2 separate regions of the Mus musculus genome follow, and region 1 is linked to region 2. A link is a contact called in public Hi-C data. All regions are on one chromosome and are shown on one strand. The core of a region is the stretch at or near the end of the contact, and the rest is flanking DNA. Distances in the headings are between cores, read along the strand shown. Region 1 overlaps Dmbt1 (deleted in malignant brain tumors 1). Region 2 overlaps Btbd16 (BTB (POZ) domain containing 16).

The links. Hi-C and Micro-C count contacts between places; a contact is called where the count stands out from the background.
Region 1: a contact with region 2 is called in a Hi-C map of embryonic stem cells, with 2.2 times the contacts expected there. The contact joins two enhancer-like sites. A contact is called at or near these places in 7 of 39 promoter capture datasets (the 3T3-L1 cell line, cranial neural crest, embryonic stem cells and 2 more), 40 of 484 Hi-C or Micro-C datasets (the 3T3-L1 cell line, the AML12 cell line, the C2C12 cell line and 23 more), 1 of 115 datasets of contacts at active chromatin or transcription factors (stem cell-derived neural progenitor cells) and 1 of 9 other capture datasets (adipose tissue).

What each region holds. Positions count from the first base shown.
Region 1 is chr7:131,044,055-131,048,038 of GRCm38.p6, forward strand. It overlaps Dmbt1 (deleted in malignant brain tumors 1), which reads left to right. Exons shown (of 48, transcript NM_001347632.2): 6 at 439-468; 7 at 2,502-2,534. Among named protein-coding and RNA genes, the nearest start is that of Dmbt1, 14 kb to the left of the region's middle. Within about 2 kb of position 1,562, at least 14 of the 459 cell types and tissues checked have an H3K27ac peak or open chromatin away from gene starts, as enhancers often do.
Region 2 is chr7:130,818,041-130,822,003 of GRCm38.p6, forward strand. It overlaps Btbd16 (BTB (POZ) domain containing 16), which reads left to right. Exons shown (of 16, transcript NM_001081038.2): 12 at 978-1,060; 13 at 2,398-2,475; 14 at 3,390-3,488. Among named protein-coding and RNA genes, the nearest start is that of Plekha1, 46 kb to the right of the region's middle. Within about 2 kb of position 1,856, at least 54 of the 459 cell types and tissues checked have an H3K27ac peak or open chromatin away from gene starts, as enhancers often do.

The DNA of each region.
Region 1 (3,984 bases), core at 312-2,811, 230 kb after region 2:
TGGGCCAACTCTGGCTTGTCCCAAGCCGAATCAGAATTTAATGTTAGCAAGGTTGTAGGGCCACTTGTTTGCTATTGGTTTGTTTATTTACTTCTTTTTGAGACCCACAGAGCCCAGGCTAACTTCAGACTTGCTGATTTGGCAAGGGTCCCCTTGAACTCCTGATCCTCTTGTCTGTAGTTTCCGAGTTCTAGGATTCCAAAATGTTGCCACCATGTCCAGCTGTTTTTTTTTTTTTTTTACCACATTGGACATGATGTGTAGTTCACCTCTATGCCTAGACCTTGGGCATAGCCAAACTGAAACACTGATTCCCACCCCCACCCCCAACCTCTCAGAAGGCATGGCTGTGTAGTGCAGTTCAGGCTAAGTGTATCTTGTATGAGACCATCTCTACATGGTGGATCCAATTCTAAACTAAGCTTTTTCTTTATTAAGGCTGGTGGAATCCAGGAGGGACAAATAACGGTAAGGCCATCTCCTTCACTCTTGTTTCTGTCTTTGGGTTACTGATAGAATGGGGAGAGATTCTGAGTCCTGTTGCTGTGATCACACACTGGCCCTAAGCAACTTGGAGGAGGACAGGTCCGTTGGGCTTACAGGTCACCACCCATCACTGAGTGAAGCCAAGGCCAGTTCCTGAGGTTCCAGCTGGAGGCAGGAACTGAAGCAGAGGCCTTGGAGCAGCCCAGCTTACTGACTTTCTGGCTCATGCTTAGCTAGCGTCTTATACAGCGCAGGCTCACATTGCCCAAGGACAATGGGCTGGATTTCTCTGACAGTTATCGATCAAGAAAATCCATACAGACAGGGCTATAGTCAATCCTGTTCTGGGTAACTCCCAGATTGAGAGACCTGTACATGACTTAGCTGGGGTTCTGTTGACAATGGAGATAACGAGGACAAATGGCCAGCGCTGCTGCTGCTGCTGCTGCTGCTGCTGTGGCTCCTGCTGCTGCTGTTGCTGTTGCTCCTGCTGCTGCTGGTGGTAGTATTCCTGCTGGTGCTAGTGATGCATCTGCTGTCTGGAGGAATCCAACTGAATCGGTGGACACAGAAATCAGGGATGGAGTAGAGATGAGAGACATGGGTGTCACACTGCTGGGTAGACCCTACCAAGCCCCTCCTTTCCTCTTCATTCTTCTCTCTGCTCTTCAGTTATGTGATGGATGAAATTAACTTTAGCCTCCTGTCTGTAGGACTAATGAAAAACAGTCACTGATTCTTCCTTCCAAAATTAAAAATATTGCACATCATCAATGCTCAGCTATCACAGGTAGTATGTACTTTAACAGAACATACACATGTCGGGGAATCCAGAGGAAGGTTTTTGACCAACTTCTAGAAAGGGCCAAACCAAGGCCGGCAGTTCTCTAGGGGGAAACAATCGAGAGTGACCAGCAGAGGGCAGTAACATTGTGTCCTGCAGACCTGTGCCTTCTTTGGGAACACCTTGGAAGTTTCAGGTGTCCTTTGCCAATCCCCATAGCACCCTCTGAAGATCTGCAACAACAGCAACTGTCTGATCCTCTTACCTTGTCTCCACTTCCTCTCACTCTCAGACCACAGAGTTCTCACAACAACAGAGGAGCCACTGAAGGGTACACCCAGGATTGGCTCCTCCTGTCAGGAGGCTGAACCTGTTCTTTCCTGCTACCACACAGCTGCTGTCTGTTTCCTCTCACAACACAGCACAGATTCATGTGTGAGAGACTTAGAGCCAGCCCTCCACACAGAAGCCTGCTGCCTGCCCAGTCATGTGCATCCTTACAGTGGGAGAGCAGGCTGGAGGGCTGGAGAGAAGACTGCTGTTAGACGGACTCCATTGTAACCTTGACCCTGATGAAGATGGAGTGGATGCAGAAGCACTGTGTGTGTGTGTATGTGTGAGAGAGAGAGAGACAGAGACAGAGACAGAGAGAGCATATGTGTGTGTGTGTGTGTGTGTGTGTGTGTGTGTGTGTGCATGTGTTCCCATATCAATTGCTGGTTTAACCAGATAAACAATGTCACAGGAAACAGTGTGACTGTGGTGATCACCACCCACCTGAGAATGACCCTTAAAAGGAACATGGCCCTGCCAACAGCCACACTTGACTATTTATTCTGTCCTTCCACAGTAATCTCTGGAAGTCACCTCTTTTGCTAGTTGGATCCACTATCTCAGGACTGTTTTATTGATAACAAATGTTTATAATGAGAGGTTCTGCTTGAACTACAGAGATATCCAAATGACTTTTGAATACTTTGTGCCCACATTGGGGCTGTTGGTGAACCGGATAGTTTTTTGGAATGAATAGACAAAGAAGGAGAGTGAGGCCAGAAGATGCTCATGGTGACATGTCAGTAGCAAGTTAAAGAAGGATCAGTGTCAGATCCCACAATGCATTTCAGCATTTCTAGTGATGAAAGGCCTTTAGCACGGGAGACTGCAGCTCCTGCCTCTGGGTTCCTCAAGAGAAGACCAACACCCAATGAACTCTTCCTTTCTCATTTTGCAGATGTGTTCTATCCAACTGAACAAACCACAGCAGGTAAGTTGTTCTATGTTGTATCCCTGCGGCCTATTGTCCCCAGAACCCATAAGTTCACCTCTGACCCAGAAGATGGGCAGAAGGAAGAGCATGTGGAGTCCTTAGCTCCCAGTTAAATTTCCCAGTAAGGTCAAGCCTATAGCGGCATATATACCATGGATTATGGCTCTGAGTTGTGGAGGTTGGGGAGGATCAGCCAGAGGAGGCACCTTCAAGGGTCACCAAGGAGGTCTTGTTTGTAGGGATTCCATTGACCAGTCTCAGTGCCCAAGGTCCCCATGTTTCATCCACACCTTGGCCAGTGTAGGGAGCAGAATTACTGACTTCAGTGCCTGGAGAGGAAGTCAAAACTGCTTAGCTAATGCCCTGGTCATTTCCTTTCGTCTAAGCCCCTATAAAACTACTGTGGATGTCTCAGGCCAAAACCTTGAACATGAAATATCCTGTTCCATCTCTGAGTTCCTCCAATGAGCGGTGTTGGTGGCACATCAGTACAGTTTAGACTCTGAAGGCCTGGGCTTTGGGAAAGAAAAGCCCTTTCTTTTCTCCTTGGCATTTTTTGATCCTAGGACACAGCAAGAACTGTTTCCATAGCAGTGCCTCTGGCCAGCCCAGGGTTTGTAGGGAATCCAATTGGCCCAGTGTCAGGCATCACTTTTCCTCAGGCATGTGAGGTGTCCCAAGGATGAGGCTGGCTTTACTCTCACTAAAGTCATATTCCTTCCCAATATTCCACTCTGTTTATATCAGGAGCTGCTGTGTGGGTAGAGGTCAGTTCTTTCTGTATCCTGAGACCTTTGAAGGTTACGCAGAAGCTGGTTGCTTGGTGCCAGTTGAATAATACCTTCATATCTTCACTCCAATCCCTAGCACCAAGTCTACTCTTGAAGGCACTCTGTCCAAGAGCTAGGGCTCTTTTAAAGTAACTTAACCATATGTTTGAAGTTTCTGTCTCATTTAAAAGTGGCAGATTAGATTCATTTCAAAACCAGTAAAAAAACAATGAGAAAGGTCTCACACACACATGCACATACACACACACACACACACACACACTGAATCACACACATACTCTATTGTACTACTCAGGATGCTGAGTTAGTATGATCTTGAGTTTCACTCTAGCTTTAGGTACATCTAGACATACAGACCTAAAATAAAAAAACAACATTCACATACAAAATTGAGGCAAACAGTCATTCCACACATCTGCTAGTGCATAATATATTGATCTTCCAGCCAGTGTAATTTAAAAAGAATTAATTAGATGTGTACGTGTGAGAAAAAGTTTTGTACTTGTTCCCAAGATCTCAGTGCAAGTCCAATGTAGGCAAGTTAGAGCTAGGGTCTATGGGATATCCCTTTCTATAAAAATAGACTTTAGACTTGGAGGACTGAAGACTACATAGATTTCTCACTAGTGTCAAGTCAAACAGCATTGCCCAGAACA
Region 2 (3,963 bases), core at 606-3,105:
CCTGCCTGGCCATCGATTCGACCTTCTGCTTTAACGTCATTTGCTGAGAACCATTTGCAGAGAGTTGTCCCTGCGGGATCCTGAGGACACGCTTCTCTTAAAGAATATAACCTAAGTGCTGTATTTGGGGTTTTTGCTTGTTTTAATGTGAGGCCTCACTACATAGTCTTGGCTGGCCTGGAGCTCAAAGGAGTAGAGTAGGTTGGTCTCAGACTCACAGATATCCTCCTGCCTCTGCCTCCCAAGTGCTGAGCTTAAACTTTACTGAACTAACTTAAACTTTAATAAACAAGATATAGCATGAGGAATTTCTTATCAAATTGAAATTTCCCTCCAGTTTGGACTGATTCACTTACTCCTTTTGAAGTGTCTTTGCAGTAAGTTGTGTGTGTGTGTGTGTTAGTGTATCCATGTGTATGTATATCCACATTCACATATATGTAAGCATACAAGCATGTGCATTTGTGTATTCGGGTAGAATTTGACATAAAGTGTCTTCCTCATGATTCTCCATCTTCTGTATTGAGGCAGAGTCTCTCACGGAACTTGGAGCTTGCCAGCTGGGTTGGTCTAGCTAGCCCGCTTGCTCCAGGGATCACCTGGCTCTGCCTCCTCAACCCTGGGACTACAGGTGTCTCTGTTCACTTAGACCTCCACTCCTCACACTTGCCTAGCAATACACTGCACGCTGGGGCTGGGCTATCTCCTTGGTCCTGTAAGTTGTTTTTCCTTTAAGAATAAATTTGGAAATATATATATATATATATATATATATATATATATATATATATACATACATGTATATATATATATATATCCATAGTGATTCTTAGGTCTTCCCATTTTATGAACGAACATTCAGAGGAATCTAGCCCTTGCTGTTGGCCTGATGTCTCCCCTTTTTCTTTCTGTAAGTCAGACATTTGAGGTTCTGTTATGAATAAGCCTGTAACCACTTCCTCTTGTGTTTCTCTCAGGCAAGGATCTGGAGGTGTTGAAGCACATTAATTTCTTCCCTGAGTCCTGGCTGGTCCGGGTTACAGCCAACCATTACCACGCAGTGAGTCGGCTTCTCAAGGGGACAATTAGCAAAATGTGTTGTGTCCTCAGCTTTGCTTTTTCTGGAGATACGTTCCTCATTTGAGATCTCTGGGCCTCTGAGGTCAGGGCTTATCTGGAGCCTCTTCCAGGGGAAGGGAAGGAGTGCGCTCCCACATGTCCTCTGAGCTGGAAACTTAGCCAGTCTAGATTTCTCCAGTCATATGTTCCTCCAAACCCAGGCCCTACTCGACACAAATATAAAGTGCTTATTATTGAAACTGTTGAAACTGTATAGAAAAGAAATCCCTTAAGGCTATCACCCTAAGACAATAGCTACAGTCAACACTTCTCTGTCTCTGCTGCCTTTCAATAGGGGCCACATTTTCATAGAATAGCTTATTTTCTGCCCTTTAACTCTTTGCTTATAGGAGATTCTCCACAATAGAAATGCATTATAACATATGTACTGTTTTGCTCCTGGTACATACTAATAAATGCTGGGACCAAATGACTCCGCCCCCAGCGAGAAATGCACTCATCCCACTGTACACACACTTGGCAGCATAGAGCATTTAGATTTCAAATCGCTTTTGTTCATCGAGGAGGAAACAAAGGCACTTCGTCTTTCAGTATGCATCTCCTTTATGACTGGCAAACATGAGTATTTCCCACGTGCCTGCTTTGTGGATTGTCCGTACAAACTGCCCTGCTTCTTGTACATTTCCAATGTCACGTTTTCAGAGATAAAGCAGGGCAGTGTTGGGAGTTCTGAGCACGCATGAGTCACGAGTTAAAATTCAGCCAGCTTCACAAGTCCTCATTGTGATGCTGGAACCAGCCCTCCGAGCACCCTGCTGCCTGCACATGTGAGGGTGACTCCACGGAAGGCCCTTGCTTCTCTAGGACATAACTCAGAACATCACTCCAAAAGCAGCCAAAGAGATTTACAGTGAGAAAGCTCCCAGCTCCATCTTCCCACCCACTGACCCTGCCTGACCCTTCTTTTCACCCCTGGCTGCAGCTCATGCCCCTGAGATCCACACTCCACTCTCCAGTCTTCTCCGTGGAATGTCGTGCAGGGGTCCAGCTCGTTGAATTTGTGACCATGATCATTCCCGTGAAGAGGCTATTGACATACGTACTTTATTCCCCTGGTCACATTGCCTAGCCATGTTTCCCCTCTCTTCTCTGCATCCTCTGGAAACACTGGGAATATAAACAGTACTTGGATATAGTAGGTTTGCAGTAAATGTCTGAAGACAGAACCATGGGGGGCTGGGGATCCAGGAGTGAATGGGAAGTGATGAGGGTGCTCCTGTCTACACCTCAGGTAAGCTCTGTGCATTTCCTTTCCAGCTGGAGAGCGGGGGCAACATGGTCCACCTGAAAGATCTTTCCACACAGGCCATGAGGTTCGGGCTGCTCTTTAGGCAGGTACTAAGAACTTGACCCAACCAAGGGGAAGGAAAGTCCCTTCTATGCAGAGAGAAAGAGCTCTGGGGTGGGTGGGGGCACCTATGGCCACTCTGTCCTCTGGTAGTAGAGCCAACAAAGCCCTAGGAAATCGAGTTCATAAGACAGAAGGGTGGAACAGACCAGTCAGCAATCTGATGTGTGTGGTCCAAGTTTTCCCTATAGAGTGACCAACAATAGCACTTTTCCCAGGATGGGAGAGATTTCCTGGGAGTTGAGAGTTTTTTTCCTAAAAGAGGAAAACATCTGGGGAAACCATGGGCTAGTCTCTCTCTCTCTCTCTCTCTCTCTCTCTCTCTCTCTCTCTCTCTATCTATCTATCTCTTGTCCTGCCTCACTCTGTTAGCAGGTTCAGTGAATCTCAGTCAAACCCTGGCTGGTCAAGGAGCTCGAGAGTGAGGCATCTCAGTGCTGAGTTGGGACAGGGTCTGGGGTTGGCGGCTGTGCCCTGTCTTGGGCTTGCAATAGACATGATTTTTTTAAGTGCTGCTATCTGACTTCTCAAAGGTAATTGGGGATCTTTAAAGAACTCATGTTGCAGGGACTTGGGACCTACACCTATCATCTGAGGGACTGATTCAGTACCTGGTTGCAATGACCCACCAAAGTAGCATGGCATGTCCATCCGATTGAAAATAAAAGTGCACTGTGGCATATAGGTGATTTAAGACCATATCTAACTCATTATTTCTCCCCCAAAGAATCATGCAAAATGATGATTAGAAATGTTGGAAGACATTAGCAGCTGTTTCTGAGCAGTGACAGGTTTTTGAACTAGTACCTCTGGTTGTCACTAGAGTTAACCTTGCTACATCCTGTCTTTGGATACTGATGGTATTCACCCATCCGCATTGCCAACCTTCTTTCCAATGTAGGAATACACCACTTACTCGGAAAGGATTTCTATATACGGATACTTCTTTGAGATAAAGGGAATCAAACACGACCCTACCTCTTACAGTTTTTCTATGCAGGTAAGAAGGTGCCCCTCTGAAACGGCCCCTCCATCTCCCGCCCACTGAGTCTCATGGCATTAGAAGGGACTGAAGAATCATTAGCTCATCATTCACACAGGCTGTGTCATAAGTGCTGTTCATAGTCACCTATGTGCTGCCATGTGATTTTCACAAGCAGCTGGGGAAGTTGGTACTGGTGGTAGATGAGGCTGTCAACTCTGAGGGACTTCACCTTCATGTCACGTGGCTTCTTGACAAAGCCAGGGTTCAGTCTGTGTGAACTGGGAGTCATATCATCATCAGTTTGTACATAGTGGCCAATACTTTGCCCATGGTCATTCTTTGAGGAAGTGACAGATAGCGCCTACAAGTAGCAGAGGAGAAGAGTCTGTCAAAGTGACACTGAAGGACAGCGTGTGTGACATCTGAGGAATCAGGTGAGAGAGTGAGGTTTCCTTATTATCTATGAGCCCTAAGGAGAGGATGAAGACAA